6 separate regions of the Mus musculus genome follow, and regions 1, 2, 3, 4 and 5 are each linked to region 6. A link is a contact called in public Hi-C, HiChIP or PLAC-seq and promoter capture Hi-C data. All regions are on one chromosome and are shown on one strand. The core of a region is the stretch at or near the end of the contact, and the rest is flanking DNA. Distances in the headings are between cores, read along the strand shown. Region 1 has its middle 13 kb from the start of Asb17. Region 2 overlaps St6galnac3 (ST6 (alpha-N-acetyl-neuraminyl-2,3-beta-galactosyl-1,3)-N-acetylgalactosaminide alpha-2,6-sialyltransferase 3). Region 3 holds the start of Fubp1 (far upstream element (FUSE) binding protein 1). Region 4 overlaps St6galnac3 (ST6 (alpha-N-acetyl-neuraminyl-2,3-beta-galactosyl-1,3)-N-acetylgalactosaminide alpha-2,6-sialyltransferase 3). Region 5 holds the start of St6galnac3 (ST6 (alpha-N-acetyl-neuraminyl-2,3-beta-galactosyl-1,3)-N-acetylgalactosaminide alpha-2,6-sialyltransferase 3). Region 6 holds the start of St6galnac5 (ST6 (alpha-N-acetyl-neuraminyl-2,3-beta-galactosyl-1,3)-N-acetylgalactosaminide alpha-2,6-sialyltransferase 5).

Region 1 (2,700 bases), core at 35-2,534, 850 kb before region 6:
ATCCCGCTGTTGCCCTTTGTCATGAAGATCCTGTAGTTTTGGATCTGTAGGACTCCAGCAATGGGGTAGATGTCGGGGTGGGCCAATTCAAAGGCCTGAATCCAGGCCTGAAAGTGTCAGAGATGGTCAGCCCACTGGCTCTCCCGCCCTCGTGCATGCCCTGGGGCCAGCTCACCTGCCTGCCCCAAAGGTGAGTGAGGGGAGGAGGGTGTCTCTCACTGTCTGTGTCACCACTGCCCAGCAGACCACAGGCAGAACCAACTCTCTTGTGCTCACATCCTTGGGGCCTGCTCATCTGCAAGCCCCGTATCAGGCTCAGCTCCACTACTGCCTCCTAGGTGAGATGCAGGGCCTGCTTTCCACATTGCTGCAGCAGTTGGGGGGGGGGGGGCAGGACTGTCCCTGCTACTCTCATGACCCCAGTACCAAGTCTCCCTCCTGCCATTCTAAGTGGCAGGGTTGAGGGTGAGGGACACTTCAGCATATCAGACAAGAGGCAGGTCAGCTCTCCCACGCTCACACCCTCCTGGTTGGCTCACCCATAACCCTCATATCTATGACCAGCTCCATTGTGCTGCCCAGATAAGGTGCAGGGCCTGCTCTTCCAAGTACTGCAGCAGGTAAAGGGAAAGGCCCTTCTCCTGCTCTCATGATTCTGTCAAGGTCAGCTTTCCTGCCTGCCGCAGAAGGGGGTGACCCCCCCCCTCCCCTGCCCCCTCTCTCATCCAAGCCACAGGGAGACTAGTGGTAGGGCCATTTCTCCCAAGCTTGCATCCTCAGGACCAGCTAACCTGCAACTCCCACAATGTGCAGGGCCGACTCTCCAGAGTGCTGTGGCTGGCTATGGGCAGAATCAGCTTTCCCACTCTTGTGCCTCTAAGACCAGCTCCTCTCAATGCCCAGGTGAAGGGTAGGACCAGTTCTGTACAGCCCTTTGGCAGTAACAGACCCCTGCTGCTGAAGGGCCACAGACCCAGATGTGACCACCTGGTGGCAGCACAGGCCACCATGGTCCAAGGTAGCAGCACTGGGTACTCACAGCAGGCTGTTCCTCACTACCTCTCTCTCCACTGTGCCCACTTCCTTCTGCTTCTCCTTCTCTTTCATTTCTCCACGACTCGCTTGCTCCTCTTAGTGGTGCCCGGGTGGCTCAGGGTCTGAGGTCGTCTCAGGAGAGGTCTCAGGAGTGCTATGCCCTGCTTGTGCAATATGGCACAGGGCAGGAGTCATCTTGGGCATGATCTGTCCCCACCCTCTAGGCCTGGAGGGCGACAGATTAGTGTTCATCTCAGGCCAGCTCCTCTACCGGCCCACCTGTGCGGCCATTTGTCTTGGGCTCACTCCTGCCTGGGGCCTGCTGTCCCAGGTTGGCTTCTTCCCGCCTTTGGCTTGCTTCCTGTCCTGGGAGCCTGTCCAGGCCTACCTGGCACTGTCTTGGTAGTCATCTCAACCTAGTTCCCTGTCCAGGCCCTGTGGTGACAGACTGGTGGTGGTCTCAGGCTCACTTTTTTTCAGGAAATGTTAGGCTACTAATCCTTCAGATGTCTGAAGGTCAGAACACTCAGCATAGACATAGCCTCTCTCCCCTCTGCCACCTACTGACATCCATGTGACACAGCAGCCACACCTGCAAGAGCAGGAACAGCTCGGCTTTTTAAGTTGCTCCATCCCAGGCATCTGTCACAGTAACTGTCTCACTTGTCTGATGGGTAGCTGACTGACATTTGTCGTCTCTCGTCCATCCTTCTCTAGGGCTCAAATCTTCTCTTCCCCTCAACTCTACACTGTGTATTCTTTTTTTTTTTTTTTTTTTTAAATTTTATTTATTTTATCATTATATGTAAGTACACTGTAGCTGTCTTCAGACACACCAGAAGAGGGAGTCAGATCTTGTTACGGATGGTTGTGAGCCACCATGTGGTTGCTGGGATTCGAACTCTGGACCTTCGGAAGAGCAGTCGGGTGCTCTTACCCACTGAGCCATCTCACCAGCCCTCTTTTTTTTTTTAAAGATTTATTTATTTATTATATGTAAGTACACTGTAGCTGTCTTCAGACACTCCAGAAGAGGGCGTCAGATCTTGTTACAGATGGTTGTGAGCTACCATGTGGTTGCTGGGATTTGAACTCCAGACCTTCGGAAGAGCAGTCGGGTGCTCTTACCCACTGAGCCATCTCACCAGCCCTACACTGTGTATTCTTAGCAAAGGTGCAATAAACAAGGCCCTTAAGATGTAGTGATGAGCCACAAGTCCCACCATGTGTTTTCTTTGATTGGTGGTTTAGTCCCAAGGAGCTCTGGGAGTACTGGTTAGTTCATATTGGTGTTCCTCCTATGGGGCTTCAAACCCCTTCACCTCCCTGGGTACTTTCTCTAGCTCTTTCATTGGAGACCCTGTGCTCAGTCCAATGGATGACTGTGAGCATCCACTTCTATATTCGCCAGGCACTGGCAGAGGACCTCAGGAGACAGCTCTATCACTCTCCTGTCAGCAGGCTCTTGTTGGCATCTGCCATAATGTCTGGGTTTGGTGGTTGTTTATGGGATGGATCCCCAAGTGGGGCAGTCTCTGGATGGTCGTTCCTTCAGTTTCTGCTCTGAACTTTGTCTCTGTAACTCCTTCCATGGGTATTTAGTTCCCCCTTCTAAGTAGGATTCTGAGCTTCTGGGCTAATATCCACTTATCAGTGAGTGCATAT
Region 2 (2,700 bases), core at 187-2,686, 620 kb before region 6:
CTCTGTTGAGGGACATTTGGGTTCTTTCCAGCTTCTGGCTATTATAAATAAAGCTGCTATGAACATAGTGGAGCATGTGTCCTTATTACCAGTTGGAGCGTTTTCTGGATATATGCCCAGGAGTGGTATAGCTGGGTCATACGGTAGTACTATGTCCAATTTTCTGAGGAACCACCAGACTGATTTCCAGAGTGGTTGTACCAGCTTGCTATCCCACCAACAATGGAGGAGTGTTCCTCTTTCTCCACATCCTCGCCAGCATCTGCTGTCCCCTAAGTTTTTTATCTTAACCATTCTGACTGGCACACATACAGAGTTAAGGTAAACATACAGAGCCAAAGTGCTAGAATCATCATGCTAGGACTTGGCGTGAGTATTTTCTGTAAGCTGGACATCTGGCTGCTTGTCCCCTAGTTGAAATATTTTGGTCTCTTACATTAAATAATGGCGCATCGATTCTCTCCTGAACACAAACAGATTATAACAAATACCTCTACATTTTATGAAACAAAAGATCTCTAGTGTCGGAGATTGATTTTGGTTGTTAAAAGCTTCTTAGTAAATCTCTAAAGGGACAAAGGACTTACACGGGCAGAAAGATTTTCCCCAAACCAGCCCTATAAAAAGTTCTTTGTGACAGGATAGCCCTTGCTGTGTGTTAAAATTAGATTTTTACACCCTCCATCTTTCTCTTAAAGAACAGTGGATTCTGTAGAGCAGAACGCTCTGGTCTGGTTGTGGTCCTCTGGAGATGTAGTTGGTAGTAACCTGGGCATCACATGATGGGAGCAGACTCAGATGGTAAACACAGTTTATTTCAGGCAGTGTGGATGCCAGCCTGGTATTGTGGAGCAGGGAGGTACCAGGACAGATGGCTGCTCCCTTGTTTGTGGATTGGGACACAAGCTGAGAAGCGTCCAACATAGTGATACTTGTGTTCCTCTGAGGACTTCTCTTTTAATTCTGTTTTTTTATGTTTTTTTTTTCTCCTGATGGATAGTATTCACCTGCTTATTCAAAGAAGCATCGTTTTTCAGACTACCTCAACATTTTCATGCTAGGAGACAAAAAAGGATGTCAGCTTTCTTGAAACCATACACTTGAATCTTACACCTTCTTCCCCGGGGGACATGCCTTCCATCATCCCTCGTCCTGTGCGTGGACAGTGCACATTTCCCAATCTAAACCCGGTGACTTTGGCCTTCAATTGGATCTCCTGTGAGGGGCCGAGAGGCTCAGCTGTGTCTTTTGAGTCTAGCATGAGTTCTTTTTTCTGAGATTAGCTATTGATAAGAAGCAAGAGAACAGCAGCAAACACAGAGCGGGGAAACAGACCCATCGGGGAACGGGAAGATTCGCCGCTCTCTACAGGGACAGTTAAGGCCACCAAAGGCAGCTCAGCCGGGTCATTATCCTGCCATTCCTGCTTCTTGGTCTAAGGAGGCTGGTTTATGTATGCTGGTTTAGCATGGGAACCGTATCACTTTGATAATAGCTCTCGGGAATGTGGGGCAATCGTCGGCTAATAAGCCACATGTGTCTCGGGAACAATGACAGAGTGATCTAAGAGGCTGTGTGAAAACACTGCATTTATGATCTGAAAGGGGCCTTCACTCCGAGCCCACTGTCTCCCGAACCCACTGAGAGCGCTTGTAGGTCCCAGTACCCCTTCCTTGACTCTCTTCACCCACCCGCACAGAGAGCGTTTCTCCAGTGTTATTGTGTAGTTAATGCTCATGACGGCTGATAAAGTCTCCTCTCTGCGTGGTATGGAGGCATAACTAATGACTTTATTGGTACACATTTATTATGGCCTCCCTGACATTTATGCTTTCAGCCCTGATAGATGAATGATCTCAGCGAAAGTAAATCAGCTGCGCCCAGCCTGCGGGGATAAAGCAGCCCAATTGGGGCTTTCCTTCTTGTCTCGCCGGTAGCAGACAGCGTGGAATATTGAAATTTGTCTTAATGTTGTGTGTTTCTTCTGAAAGAGAATTCGCTTTGTCTCTAGAGTACGTCTGACTTACATGTAGCCTGACATTTTGGGGAAACTCAGAGACAAGATGACTGTCCTGTGGGGTTCGTGTTCTTTCCCAGAGCCCTCCACCTCCCCTCCATGTCTCCTACTTGGGATGACTTGAGAAGCGCCCAGTTAAAAGTGAACACACACAAAAGTGAGCACACACAAAAATGAACACACACAAAACCAGTGGGAGTCCTCGAAGTGGAAAGTGGGCTTTTATAAGATTCCAGTCATTCAGAACGCCAGGGAAAAAGTCCAGTTCTGGAGCTGAACTTAACTGGTGTTTAAGATGAAAGAAAAATAGTTCTTGATCATGAAGAAAAAGTATTTGCTCTCAATATGGCTGTTTTGTTTCAAAGAAAAGAGACGTTCTGAGTTTATGGCCAAAGTCTCATGCAGTTGTAAACGTCAAGCCAGGGCTCATCTACAGGCGACTTTAGAACTCCGAATTGGGAACAAAACACCCATGGAAGGAGTTACAGAGACAAAGTTTGGAGCTGAGACGAAAGGATGGACCATGTAGAGACTGCCATATCCAGGGATCCACCCCATAATCAGCTTCCAAACGCTGACACCATTGCATACACTAGCAAGATTTTATCGAAAGGACCCAGATGTAGCTGTCTCTTGTGAGACTATGCCGGGGCCTAGCAAACACAGAAGTGGATGCTCACAGT
Region 3 (2,700 bases), core at 44-2,543, 770 kb after region 6:
ATAAACCTTGATTGAGTCGGTAATCTTTCGGTCCTGAAGGAAGTTTCCAGTATAGTCAAAGCTGGCTTTAAAAACCTGCTCATGTCTAGCAACTACAACAGAGCCATAAGGGTTTATTTTACCTTACAGGCAAATTCCATAACATACTTTTTTTTTTGAGACAGGTCCCTCTTGGCCGTTTTGACTGGCCTCAAACTCAAGAGACCTGCCAGGCTCTGTCTCTCGAGTGCTGGGACTAAAGTCGAGCACCACCCCACCCGGCAAGGCAACATTATACATTTTTAAGCTACAAAGAAGTCGGGGGCGGGGGCTACTTGAAGACATTGACGTTCAGGTTATTGGGGGGGGGGTGTCAAATGCAAGGACTCTTATCTATCCAACCCTTTTCATCTGGGAAAATGGTTGCCATTCGAGGCAACAGTACGTCCCTACGTAGCACAAAGAGGTTGGAGGCTTCGACTTGGGAAGAGAGAGGCAGATTCAAACTCAAGGCTGGGGAAGAAAGGGCCCGGGGCCATTTGGAGCTGGGGAAAGGATTGGTGGATCGCACGCAGATCCCGCCCCGGGGAGAGCCTCGCTGGTGAACGCCGCGGGGAACGTTAGGCTAATTACGGCGAGGGTGGAGAGCTCGGCGGCGCGGGAAGCGGCGGGGACCGCTAGCCAGGCAGCCGGCCCTCCCTGGCTTGCCCTCGCCGTGACCTGAGCGCCCAGAACCTTCCACGCGCCTGGGTCGGGCGGAACCGGAGCCGAGGGAGCCGGGGCAGGCAGGGCGCACGGGGCGGCGAGGCCGCGCGCGCGGGGCGGAAGTGGAGGCCACGCTCGGGGAGAGCGCGTGGGAGGGGGGGGCGCTTCAGACCACGACAACGGGCTCGGCCTCGAGCCGCTGGGACCCCTCGTGAGAAGACGCCATCTCCTCGGGCGGCAGCCGCGAGTGCGAGCAGGGCCGGACCTGCCCCGCCGGCGGCTCTCGGGGGTCGGGGAGGGGAAGCCGCCGCGCGGTCGGTCCACGCTTACCTGCCGCGCTCTCTGCAGGGCATCTTTGAAAGCGTCGTTAACGACTCCGCCGCCGCCGCCGCCAGCCGAGCCAGACGACGGCGGAGGCACTGTGGAGTAGTCGGCCATACCCACGCTACAGCACACGCTGCCGTTTCCTCGCGGAGGGAGGCGCCGCTCTCGGTTAACTGCTAAGAAAGGAAGAAGATGGCGGCCGTCGAGGCTCTATCACATTCTTGCACGACCATCGTGCCGTAAAGGGGCGGAGACTGGCAGACGGAAATCCCGCGATGTTTCAGCGCTGACGCGCGATTGGCGGGGGGTGAAGAGGGGGTGGAGGGTACAGAGAAGGGACGCCGGGCGAAGAATATCGCGAGACTTGACCGGGCTCCCACGAGAGTAGGGTCTCTCTGGGCGCCTCCTCGCAGCGCGAGTGCGGGCCATTGTTCCCTCGCCTCGGCGGCTGAGGCAGTGGCGCCCGGGAAGTGTGCCGCCCGCGCTTGTAGGGGACTTGGAAAGGCCGTCGCGGATCAGGGAGCTAGCTAGTGTCCTTCCGTGTTTCCGTAGTAAGGGGCCTGACGTCGTCGGGCGGGGACGTCACGCAACAGTGTCGCGCGGCCGCACAGCCCGAGGGCCGCGCGCACGGGGCGTGCGGGGCGTCCGCGGCGACGCTGCGGAACCGTCTGCGGCCCGGCGGCGGGAGCCCACCATGCTCCGGGGCGCCGAGCTGCCTCTGCCCATGTCTCCACCCGGGCCGGTCACAAGCGGGGAGGAACTCAGACCACCGGGCCCTTAGTTCTCGAGCCGATTGCCTACTGAGTCTCTTATGTAAAATAGTGTGGGCGAGCGGATGGTGAAAGTATGACCGCCCTTTGTCCTTTAAAAACGTGAGTGTTGCACATCCAGTATGTAGACACCTAGCGTTGCGTGTCTTTGGCCAGTCTTACCATGTGCCCCTTATGTCACGAACGTGTCATGCTCCTGACACAAACCGGCTTTACTGCGTTTTCCCCACCCCCCCCCCCGCGCCCCTGCGGGTAGTCAGATCAATGTCATGGTCTGAATTTTCATTTCTGGACTAGTTGGCTTTGCAGGCAGTTTCTAATATTTGTCATATATGCCAATAACCACGTTTCTCCAGACCATTCCTGAGCGTGTCTTAGCCATGCTAGCCTAATGCTGGCAATTACTACGGTGAATGAGGGTTCTTGGGCCTTTATTCTGTTTATACTTAGTATGCCACAATGATCCCTGCTCTCAGTTTAGCTAAGAAAAAGGCAAAATGGACTGTCTAATGTATGACGTTTCCCCCCTCTCAGTCTAAGAAGCATTTTTCTTAACACCAATCTTAGAATGAGAGAAATATGTTCCCTTGGCTTTCCGATAGCCGGAAACTATGTGTCCAGTACCCACTATCAGTTACTAAGTCAGGTGCTGGCAGATACAAACAGCATGATTTTCTTAAAACCAGCTCTGTCTTAGCCATTTGATAGCTCAGTTTGACCTGTTTAACCTGTTCATGGATGTCTAGGAATGTCCGTGGATTTAGAAAAACAGTAAAGGTATTGGGCTACAGATTTAATCATAGCAATATGTAGGAAAACTAGCTAATGAGAGTATTTCAGTCGCGTTTTAAGGAAGTTTGCCCAGCAAATAGCATTTACTCATCAGTAATTGATGTTTTTATTCACTAATTAGATTTGTATA
Region 4 (2,700 bases), core at 16-2,515, 520 kb before region 6:
TGACCTTAACATGGAAAAAGCACCCTATGCCAAGGGGTCCAGAAAGGATGCATAATCCTATCATTTTCCAGAGATGGAAATTAAATTCACACTGGGTAACACTGGGCCAGTTTGGCTGGAGTCAGTTATAATCTGCATAGTTATGGAGATATAGACTCTAGCTATGCAGTTACACAGACTATGGAAGATGAAGATGGGAATTATGACCTAGGGTGTGAATGAGATCCTTGGAAAGGGAAAGGTCACATCTATACTAACAAGCAGTAGTACATATATACAGAGAATATGAATATGTGTGTGCGTGTGTGTATCCATACTCACTAACCGCATGCATATCTGCAATACATTCATGAACCTGCACTTACGGAGTGATTTCCACTTTCCTAAATAAAAACACGTGTTGTATGGGCTCATACACACTACTTGATGGTTAAATCATGTAAGTTAGCCTGTTGGGTATAGGTAGTGCCTCCTGTGCCTACCTACCTATTACTTCTCTGTTATGGTCAGCTCTTGCCTGCTGACCAGAGAGCTGACCATTAATTCAGATGACTGATTGGAAAATGAAGCCATTGGCCCAAGGCTCAAGAAGAACCATTCTGAGCCATTTACAGATTTTCATTGTATTTTTCTTTGTAACACTGTTGACCAGAGCTGTATTTTCTTGGGGTGGTAGAATATTTGGAATATGAGTCTCTGGAAATCTTATCATATCCCCAGAGAGAGTGAGACCGAAACTCTGAGAGCAGCAGAAATATGTGGTAGAAGAACCTTGAAGCCTGAGATGAAATTCTAGGTCCAGAGCACAGCCAAGCAGGAAGCCAGCCTCCCCAGTCCTGTGACTTATGTACAGAAACCAATAAACGTTGTTTTCTACTTTGGCTCTTTTTGTTGTTGGCAGGCAAGAGGTGTAGCAATCCCTTGTTGTTTTCTAACTACCCCAGAACCCTGTAGCTCATGTTTGAATAAGTTGCCCCCTGGAGGAGGACAGCAGCCATCTTTCAAAGTCTGAACTCTCAAACCTGTTGGGAGGCCGAGCATCAGAAGTCAGTCAGCTGGGTGGCCTCAGGATGTGCACTGCGGCCTCTGTGCCTAGGGGCATGTTGCTTCCTTGACACAATGATCCTGGAGGGAAGAGAATAAAGACTGCAGAGCCAGACAGCATCTGGACAAGCCTGACCACTTACTGCCTCTCTGGCCATACATACCCAGCTGATAAATCATGCAGTCATAATATAATTAGCAGGTAAAATGGTCTGTATTGCTGAGGCAACAGAAACCCCTAGAGATTGATGCTCACTTTACATATCGCATCTGTTATGGATGAAAGATCCATTAGTACCGTGGTTTTTAATATAGTAATTGTTTCTCTGGGAAGATAGAAGGGAATTTTATTCATTACTGATCTTTAGGTAGAGAAATGCTCATTTGCCAACTGTCATGTTACCATGCTTGAAAGGCACCTATTAGAAATTCAAATATCGTATTTCATATTTCTTCATTTGTGGCAAACAAAGGAAAACAAAACTGTTCACCCATCACGGATACCTTGATTGGAGGATGGAAAATGTGACTGACCTGGGCTCCTGGTGGCATAAAACTTTTGTTTTCCTTGAGTTGATCGTCTGGCTAAGTAGCTTATACAGAAATCATGGATCAAATGGCATTTAAAGGACCACAGGTGCTAGCCAACCCACACGATTTGATGAGTGCTTCTTTTATTCTACCCAAATATGCCAAAGGTCTTAACGAAGTTTGGAAGGAGAAATTCACCAAGGAAGAAACTCACATTCTGGGACAACACCATCAAGAGGTTGGTGACATCCAGGCTGTAATTGGTAAAGGTTGGCTGAGTCTCTTGCCTTGCATAACATAATCATTCCATAGTTGTTAAGAATTGTGAACATTTACATAATTGCAATTGAACAATTGTGTAAGTGTCTGGAAGACAATTTGTCACTACGTAGATGACATTAAATTATGATTTCTCATTTTGCAGAATAATCTATGTGGAGGAAAACATCCAATTCTAAATATTTTGATGCAAAAGTAACCACGCAGTTCCCAAGCCAAGAGCTGTCTGACAAAGCTTGGGAAATGTCACATGGGTTCAAATGGGCTTCTTCACTAATAGACAGTTCCCCCCCTCCCACAGTGGCCATGATTTGAGTGGTGTCCTGAAGGCTTTCACCAGAGGGACTCACCACTGGGAGGCGCTGTGGAGCTTTGGGACATGGATCTCATGAAAGCCTTCAAGTTCTTGGGGTTCTGCTCTTGAAGGAGATTGCTAGCCCAGGTGTGCTCCTCCATTCCTACATCCTTGTGGCCATGCAGTGTGTAGTTTGCTCTGCTGAGGTGGACTGTTAGGGGCCTGAGGTATGGCAGTGCATCATGACAGAACCCGCATGTACCAGTCTTAGATGGGAAGCTCCAAAATAAATAATTGTTTTCTAAAAGTTAGCTACCTTAAGCATTGTATTATTGTAATATGAAGCTGGTGCACCAATTATTTAATACATATTGACCTCAAAGGAAAATGAAATTATGAATTGTGATCTGGTTATACATAGTTTAAGGTAATCTGACATCCTTCTGCTATAAGCCAGGACATGATGAATGAAATAAAAACACATTAGCTAATGCCCAGCAGCCATTGCCTGAAGGAATGGGGCTCACGGGTACCAGCAGCTTAGAGTGGAG
Region 5 (2,700 bases), core at 117-2,616, 740 kb before region 6:
TTATTAAAGCTGCAGTTTGAAGTATGCGATCTTTACCAAACCATACTTATAAAATACATGTGCCTTGAAGGCAGAGGGAGGGGTGGGAGGAAGTGGCAACAGAGAAGAGTTTAGTCACCCTGGAGACAGACAGAGCTTGCCTGGGAACAGGCAGTTTGAATAGGACTCTAGTCTTTTCAGTATCTTCCCTGTGATTTCTCCTGTTGAATGTCCTGAGCAATTCCTGTCTGTTGGTGTGGGAGCCATCTCATGACCCTCGGTCACTCTCAGATCACATGCTTTCCCTGATGCTGTGCAGGCCAGCTAATCTGCGAGGGAGATGACTTTAAGGTAGATGTTTTGGGGAGTAATTTAAAGACTTGTGTGACTTCTAGACAGCAGGAATTTGTGTATCTACAGACCTTTCCTCTCTCTGGGCATAACCTCTTCTTGTAGAAATGATTGTTCTCTTAGCAGGTCTGGTTTGGGACACACAGAGTCCATTAAGGACCCAGAGAGGACCAGGTTCCAGTTTGCCCATGTCACCTCTTGGGTAAATCTGCACTGCTCTTTAACACAGGACAGTTCATGGTGGAGGTCAGGACCTTCCTAGATGTCCAGACTTAAGAGGAAAAGCTAATATGTAACTTGGTTGTTGAAATTTTAACTGAGTTCTCTAAATTCCAAGATAGTAGTAGTGAGTAGCAAAGTCCTGTGCATCATACTCTGTACATAGGTGTACACACATGAACATTATCTTTATACATTGTGTACATAAGCATTTTACGAACTTGCAACAGAATACAACAGTCACAGCTGCATATGTTTATGTGCCCATATGCTACACATGCTGTGCACAATGTCACATTGTGTGAAGATTGTGGCTTCTTTTTTGAAGACCAAGAGTGTTCAATCTTTCAGCATCTCTAGTTGTTTGTGTTTTCAGGTTGACAGACGATCAATCATAACAAGAGACGCACACCACAGAATTCTGCAGTGCCCAAGGGCTAGCCCTGGGCACTTCCAGCTGCTTTCGAAGAATCCTGTGATGGGCCCCATGCCTGCATCGGAATGGTGCCAAACAAAGCTAACTTTTTGGAAAGTGGCACATCTGTGGGTTCTCTGATGGGCGAGTGCAGCTGGAAGGGCCACCTTCTGTCCTCAGGTTAAGCAGATCTGGGTCTGCTGCAAGCCGGGCTTTACATACCTCCATCTGCAGAAGGGTTTGGAAAAAAAGGTGAAGTAGTAGCAGCGGTGGAGTAGCAAGCAGTTGCGGGCTGCACGGAGGGCACGTGACTAGGGGCGGGGCCTCGTGTGGCGCCAGCCAGTGGCGGGGCTCGGGGGTGGGGCCTGAGCGCGCAGCTCCCGCGGCCCGGCTCGCTCTGCGGGAATGTGGGCTGGAGTGGTCCAGCTGCGGGGCCGAGGTGCAGCGAGCCACAGGGTCGATCCATAGCGCCATGGCCTGCATCCTCAAGGTAACAGCTCGGCGGTGGGCCGCATGCGAGCTCCGCCTGCTGGGTGCGCCGAGGCGTGGAGCCCGCCGCGGTCCCGCCGCATCCTCAGCCCGCCCGTCTCTTCCTGGCGTCGGCTTCCTTTTTGTTCCTTTGGCCAAGGCATCTGGGTGGGAGACTATGTAATGTGCGTTGGGCACAGACTCCTTGCCTGCACTGCTGCCGGCTGGCTCCTGTCTGGAAGGAGCTGGGCAGGGAGCGCGCGGCGGCGTGCCGAATGATGGGTATAGCAGGCGGAGCAGAGGGTGCTCCGAGACTTGGGTCAGGGCAGCCCGCGGCCTGTGGGGGGCCATGGGCTGAAAAGGAGTGGCCCAGCATGGGTGAGGGGCACAGCGTTTGAGAGGAGGAGGAGAGGGTGCAGAGAGCCCGCAGCCTTTGCTCCCGGGAACACATAAACTTCTAGGTCTACAGGTAGCCCTGTAGGGATGAGTTTTCTGGGGAACTAGCTCCAGGTGCCGGGACTTAAGTTGGAAAAGTTCATTAGATGGACATAGGTAGAATGTTGGACTTCCTTAGGCTCACATGTGAACAGACAGTATCTACCCAGAGTCCAGCCCTATTTTGCTGAGTTCTTTCAAGCCTTGGTACATTCCATGTTCTTAGTGACTCCTTAGCCACAGGCTTGAAGGCTTTGCGTGGACCTACTTGGTGAGGACCTTTTCTGGGAAGACTTGTTTCCAACTCACCGAGAAAGTTCACTCCCTAGCCTGTTCTGGTTTTTCCTCGCTGTCCTTATTCAGTTGCCCAGTCTGACTCCGTGGATCCAAACTTGAGCAGCATGAAGGTTTCCCATCCCGGAGAGAAAACTAAGGTGTTCGGTTTCCAGCCCCGAGAAGGTGCTGTGTGACCAAGGGCCACACAGAACAGTCTTGTGTGTCGTAGCACTTAATATAGTCTTGGGCTGCTGTTGAAGTTGTACCAGTCATCCTTCCCTCTCATGAAGCGAGGCAGCAGACCCTTATTGTGACTTTCCTGAGCTTGCCGTTTGTTTTGGAACACTTTCCACGCCTTTTCTTTTCTTTTTTTTTCCCCAAGGGTGGCAAAGTTAGGAGGAAATAATCCATTGGTATCACAGAATGCAACTTGAACTCACAGGAACTGGAACTAGGTCACCACATCGTCTCTATTTATTTGTGTCATTTGCTAAAAGGAAATCAAGGCGCCTGCCATGTCCTGTTGTTGGTCATGTCTTCCTCTATTGGTTTTTCCC
Region 6 (2,700 bases), core at 153-2,652:
TTTCATTAATTTGAGTGTCAAGTGCAGCCATACAATAAAGAATTGCCAAGACCCGATAAGATTCTCCTCTGCCTGCTGCCTTGCCTGTCCAGACAACGGGCACTATTCATGCCCACAGCACACATTGAATAAATAGCTAACCGCACTGCTGGCAGTATCGGATAGTATTTCCAATTTTTGTGTTTTCCTCGAAAGGCTCCATGGTGTGTGCTTCTGTCTCCTGGATGCTCATTACTGAACCAATAATTTTAACTTTGTTAATAGAGTTTGGACATGGGCCTCATACGTTAAAAATAGTCCCCGTTGTGCCATCCATCCAGCGGTAGATTAGAGAAGATTAAAGGGGGAGTTGCAAGGGCTCTCACTGTGCCTGCCCATGGTTCAGGTGGCCTGCTGATCGTTCTTAATGTGATCTTCAACCTCACACGGCTACATGTACAGTGTTAAGAGAGACATTAAGACGACTATGTTCACTGAATAATGTCACGTGGCTGAAATACGTTTTCAGCTAAATTAGAGGTTTAACAAATGCTTGCTCTAATTAGATGTAGGGACAAGAGCATACTTAGAGCAGGCTACTGATCTGAACTCAGCACTGAACAATGATCCAGCTTTTAACTGGAATCCAGGTCCTGATTGTGAAAGTATACGCCACCAGTGCCCCAGACAGCAGGAGGGACGAATCACAGCCTTCAGGATCCTAGGATGCGAGATCACTTTTTATCTTCAACAGCTAATATTTCTTCACTGACATTAGGAAGACTCTACAGTTCACGGTTAATCACATGAATGGGATGCACCGAGTGTTTCCAAAACTTTAAAATCATTTAAATGAGCACCAGGGACTTCGCAGGTTGAGTAGAAATATAAATTGTGTTCTTGGGAGCAAATGATGAATGAAGCCATTTGCATGGAAGGGTACGGTCCAAGGGAAGCAGGAGACTAATGATTTGTCAAAGCAGAATTAGGGAGGGAAAGGACATTTGAAAACAACTAGAAATTATTACAGCGGCGTAATTTTTAAGGAAAACAATCCCATGATCACATTTGCCAGGCTGTAAACACAAATGCAAATTTAAAGAGATCGATTGACATTTGGGAGGCTAACTTGTTTCTTTATTAAAATCACAAACCTGAAAATTTAGTAAATTTTCAAATGGCTACCGTGTTCAGGATCAAACTGGATTCTGCGTCCTTTTAACTTGACAGCCCCATTCAAAGATAATAAATCTTCAAACTAAGGAATGGGTGCACCTTTATGGTAACAGTCTTGCCCCAGAAATTCCACTTCACTGAGAAGATGGTTTGGGGGTTGGGAGGGGGACTGCAGAGGACTCTAGGACCCAGCAGGCGGCGGCAGGCGGCAGTGTGTGGATCGCTAAGACTCGGAGGGTCCGGCTCAGTTTTAATTCTCCTCTAATCTCTGCAACAGCAGCGCTTCCCGGTCCCGCGGCTCCTGCTCCCGCTCAGCTGCCGTCACTGCCAGGTGAGCATCTGAGCAGCCTCCGCCCCATCACCCACCATGGACAACCTCCAAGAAAAAGTGGCTCCGGACGCGCTTGCCTGAGAATTCCGCACAAAAGAGGAGCCCAAAATGAAGACCCTGATGGTGAGTCTGTTGTTCCAACTCTGCCAAGCAGAGGCAAAGACCCCTGGGATTCTGGGTCTCCTAGACCGTTGGGGAAGCCTCTCCGGGTATCTATCTCTGTGCCAAGAGGTCACCTGTCATTGGTGACAACTTTCTACCTGGCTTGGAATCCGGGATGGGCGCTAGGGATGCCTGGGCTCCTGGATCTTTAGCGAGTGATCCAAGGGGCGACTGGAGAGCAGAGGAGCAGGCTGACCTCTCCAGGGATGGAGGGTGTCCCACTGTGACCGCTGGGCACAAACTCAGAGGGGCGGGGAGGAAGCACCATCTTTGACTTTCTTGGTTTTCTTGTCGGATTTCAAACTTAGCGGGGATCTCTGCAGGAAGCCTCAGGGGGGCGAGAAGAGAGGGTGTTTGGAGGGCTGGAATCCGAGCAGCTTAGGTGGAGTCTAGATCCTCCTTCCCAAAGTACCCTGGGCGGACGCGCTCACCCTTGCACTGGTCACCGCGCGCCACCTGCCCTCCACTGTGAGACGCGGGCTGTGAGCAGCGATGCAGGAGCATCCCTGACGGGTGCGCAAGACCGTGTCACCTCTGCTCTCTGGCTGCTGGGAAGGCTGGGGCGGATGCTCCGGACTTGTGCTTGGTGCCAATAAGGAGCCAAGCTTCCCTGGTGCACCCTGAGCCACTGTCTTCTGCTCTCTCTCCCCCGCCCGCCTGCAGCGCCATGGTCTGGCAGTGTGTTTAGTGCTCACTACCATGTGCACCAGCTTGTTGCTCGTGTACAGCAGCCTCGGCAGCCAGAAGGAGCGGCCCCCGCAGCAGCAGCAGCAGCAGCAGCAGCAGCAGCAGGCGGCAACCGCGACTGGCAGCACGCAGCTTGTGGAGAGCAGTCCCCAGCCACGTAGAACCGCCCCCGCAGGACCCCGGCAGCTCGAAGGATACCTCGGTGTAGCAGACCACAAGGTGACAGCTTGTGCGCCGTCCTTCCCACCCGCCGCTCAGCCTGGGCACTCTGTACCCCTGATCCTTCCTCCTTCCTGGGGTAGTGAGCCACCAGAGCAGCTGTTAGTTTGGGGGAGCAGGAAGGTGGTACACCAGTTAGGGCAGGA

The links. Promoter capture Hi-C pulls out the DNA fragments that hold promoters and counts their contacts. A called contact is a pair of places that touch in the nucleus more often than the background predicts. HiChIP or PLAC-seq counts read pairs in DNA pulled down with a chosen protein or histone mark.
Region 1: a contact with region 6 is called in a Hi-C map of the N1E-115 cell line, with 5 times the contacts expected there. The contact joins the enhancer-like site here to the promoter of St6galnac5 in region 6. A contact is called at or near these places in 8 of 39 promoter capture datasets (the C10 cell line, cranial neural crest, embryonic stem cells and 4 more), 3 of 484 Hi-C or Micro-C datasets (CD8 T cells, the N1E-115 cell line and cortical neurons), 7 of 115 datasets of contacts at active chromatin or transcription factors (embryonic forebrain, embryonic hindbrain, embryonic midbrain and 4 more) and 1 of 9 other capture datasets (liver).
Region 2: an H3K4me3 HiChIP or PLAC-seq map of embryonic forebrain shows a contact between it and region 6, with 6 times the contacts expected there. The contact joins the enhancer-like site here to the promoter of St6galnac5 in region 6. A contact is called at or near these places in 9 of 39 promoter capture datasets (cranial neural crest, embryonic stem cells, hippocampal neurons and 4 more), 7 of 115 datasets of contacts at active chromatin or transcription factors (SST interneurons, embryonic basal ganglia, embryonic forebrain and 4 more) and 2 of 9 other capture datasets (adipose tissue and embryonic stem cells).
Region 3: a contact with region 6 is called in an H3K27ac HiChIP or PLAC-seq map of double positive thymocytes, with 4 times the contacts expected there. The contact joins the promoter of Fubp1 here to the promoter of St6galnac5 in region 6. A contact is called at or near these places in 2 of 115 datasets of contacts at active chromatin or transcription factors (double positive thymocytes and memory CD8 T cells).
Region 4: a contact with region 6 is called in a Hi-C map of the N1E-115 cell line, with 10 times the contacts expected there. The contact joins the enhancer-like site here to the promoter of St6galnac5 in region 6. A contact is called at or near these places in 14 of 39 promoter capture datasets (the C10 cell line, cranial neural crest, embryonic stem cells and 7 more), 18 of 484 Hi-C or Micro-C datasets (the N1E-115 cell line, Th17 cells, cerebellar granule neurons and 11 more), 16 of 115 datasets of contacts at active chromatin or transcription factors (SST interneurons, astrocytes, embryonic basal ganglia and 9 more) and 4 of 9 other capture datasets (adipose tissue, embryonic stem cells, liver and 1 more).
Region 5: a promoter capture Hi-C map of embryonic stem cells shows a contact between it and region 6, with 7 times the contacts expected there. The contact joins the promoter of St6galnac3 here to the promoter of St6galnac5 in region 6. A contact is called at or near these places in 9 of 39 promoter capture datasets (HPC-7-derived erythroid cells, cranial neural crest, embryonic stem cells and 3 more), 1 of 484 Hi-C or Micro-C datasets (cerebral cortex), 7 of 115 datasets of contacts at active chromatin or transcription factors (astrocytes, craniofacial prominence, embryonic forebrain and 2 more) and 2 of 9 other capture datasets (embryonic stem cells and liver).

Annotation. Positions count from the first base shown.
Region 1 is chr3:153,830,110-153,832,809 of GRCm38.p6, reverse strand. It overlaps the pseudogene Gm25757. Among named protein-coding and RNA genes, the nearest start is that of Asb17, 13 kb to the left of the region's middle. Within about 2 kb of position 1,284, at least 34 of the 459 cell types and tissues checked have an H3K27ac peak or open chromatin away from gene starts, as enhancers often do. A contact at or near this core is called in the N1E-115 cell line, where this site is marked.
Region 2 is chr3:153,604,672-153,607,371 of GRCm38.p6, reverse strand. The region is part of intron 1 of St6galnac3 (ST6 (alpha-N-acetyl-neuraminyl-2,3-beta-galactosyl-1,3)-N-acetylgalactosaminide alpha-2,6-sialyltransferase 3); the gene reads left to right. Among named protein-coding and RNA genes, the nearest start is that of Gm52633, 11 kb to the right of the region's middle. Within about 2 kb of position 1,436, at least 17 of the 459 cell types and tissues checked have an H3K27ac peak or open chromatin away from gene starts, as enhancers often do. A contact at or near this core is called in embryonic forebrain and neural tube, where this site is marked.
Region 3 is chr3:152,209,015-152,211,714 of GRCm38.p6, reverse strand. Fubp1 (far upstream element (FUSE) binding protein 1) reads right to left here and starts at 1,293. Exons shown (of 20, transcript NM_057172.4): 1 at 1,015-1,293. The coding sequence starts at 1,122. It also overlaps a transcript of Dnajb4 not described here.
Region 4 is chr3:153,501,181-153,503,880 of GRCm38.p6, reverse strand. The region is part of intron 2 of St6galnac3 (ST6 (alpha-N-acetyl-neuraminyl-2,3-beta-galactosyl-1,3)-N-acetylgalactosaminide alpha-2,6-sialyltransferase 3); the gene reads left to right. It overlaps Gm46831 (a long non-coding RNA gene), which reads left to right. Exons shown (of 2, transcript XR_001784043.2): 2 at 1-2,700. Among named protein-coding and RNA genes, the nearest start is that of Gm46831, 6.8 kb to the left of the region's middle. Within about 2 kb of position 1,265, at least 3 of the 459 cell types and tissues checked have an H3K27ac peak or open chromatin away from gene starts, as enhancers often do. A contact at or near this core is called in the N1E-115 cell line, where this site is marked.
Region 5 is chr3:153,723,799-153,726,498 of GRCm38.p6, reverse strand. St6galnac3 (ST6 (alpha-N-acetyl-neuraminyl-2,3-beta-galactosyl-1,3)-N-acetylgalactosaminide alpha-2,6-sialyltransferase 3) reads left to right here and starts at 1,366. Exons shown (of 5, transcript NM_011372.2): 1 at 1,366-1,454. The coding sequence starts at 1,437.
Region 6 is chr3:152,980,912-152,983,611 of GRCm38.p6, reverse strand. It overlaps St6galnac5 (ST6 (alpha-N-acetyl-neuraminyl-2,3-beta-galactosyl-1,3)-N-acetylgalactosaminide alpha-2,6-sialyltransferase 5), which reads left to right and starts at 1,402. Exons shown (of 5, transcript NM_012028.5): 1 at 1,402-1,609; 2 at 2,312-2,554. The coding sequence starts at 1,595. All of the region lies in intron 3 of Gm46830 (a long non-coding RNA gene), which reads right to left.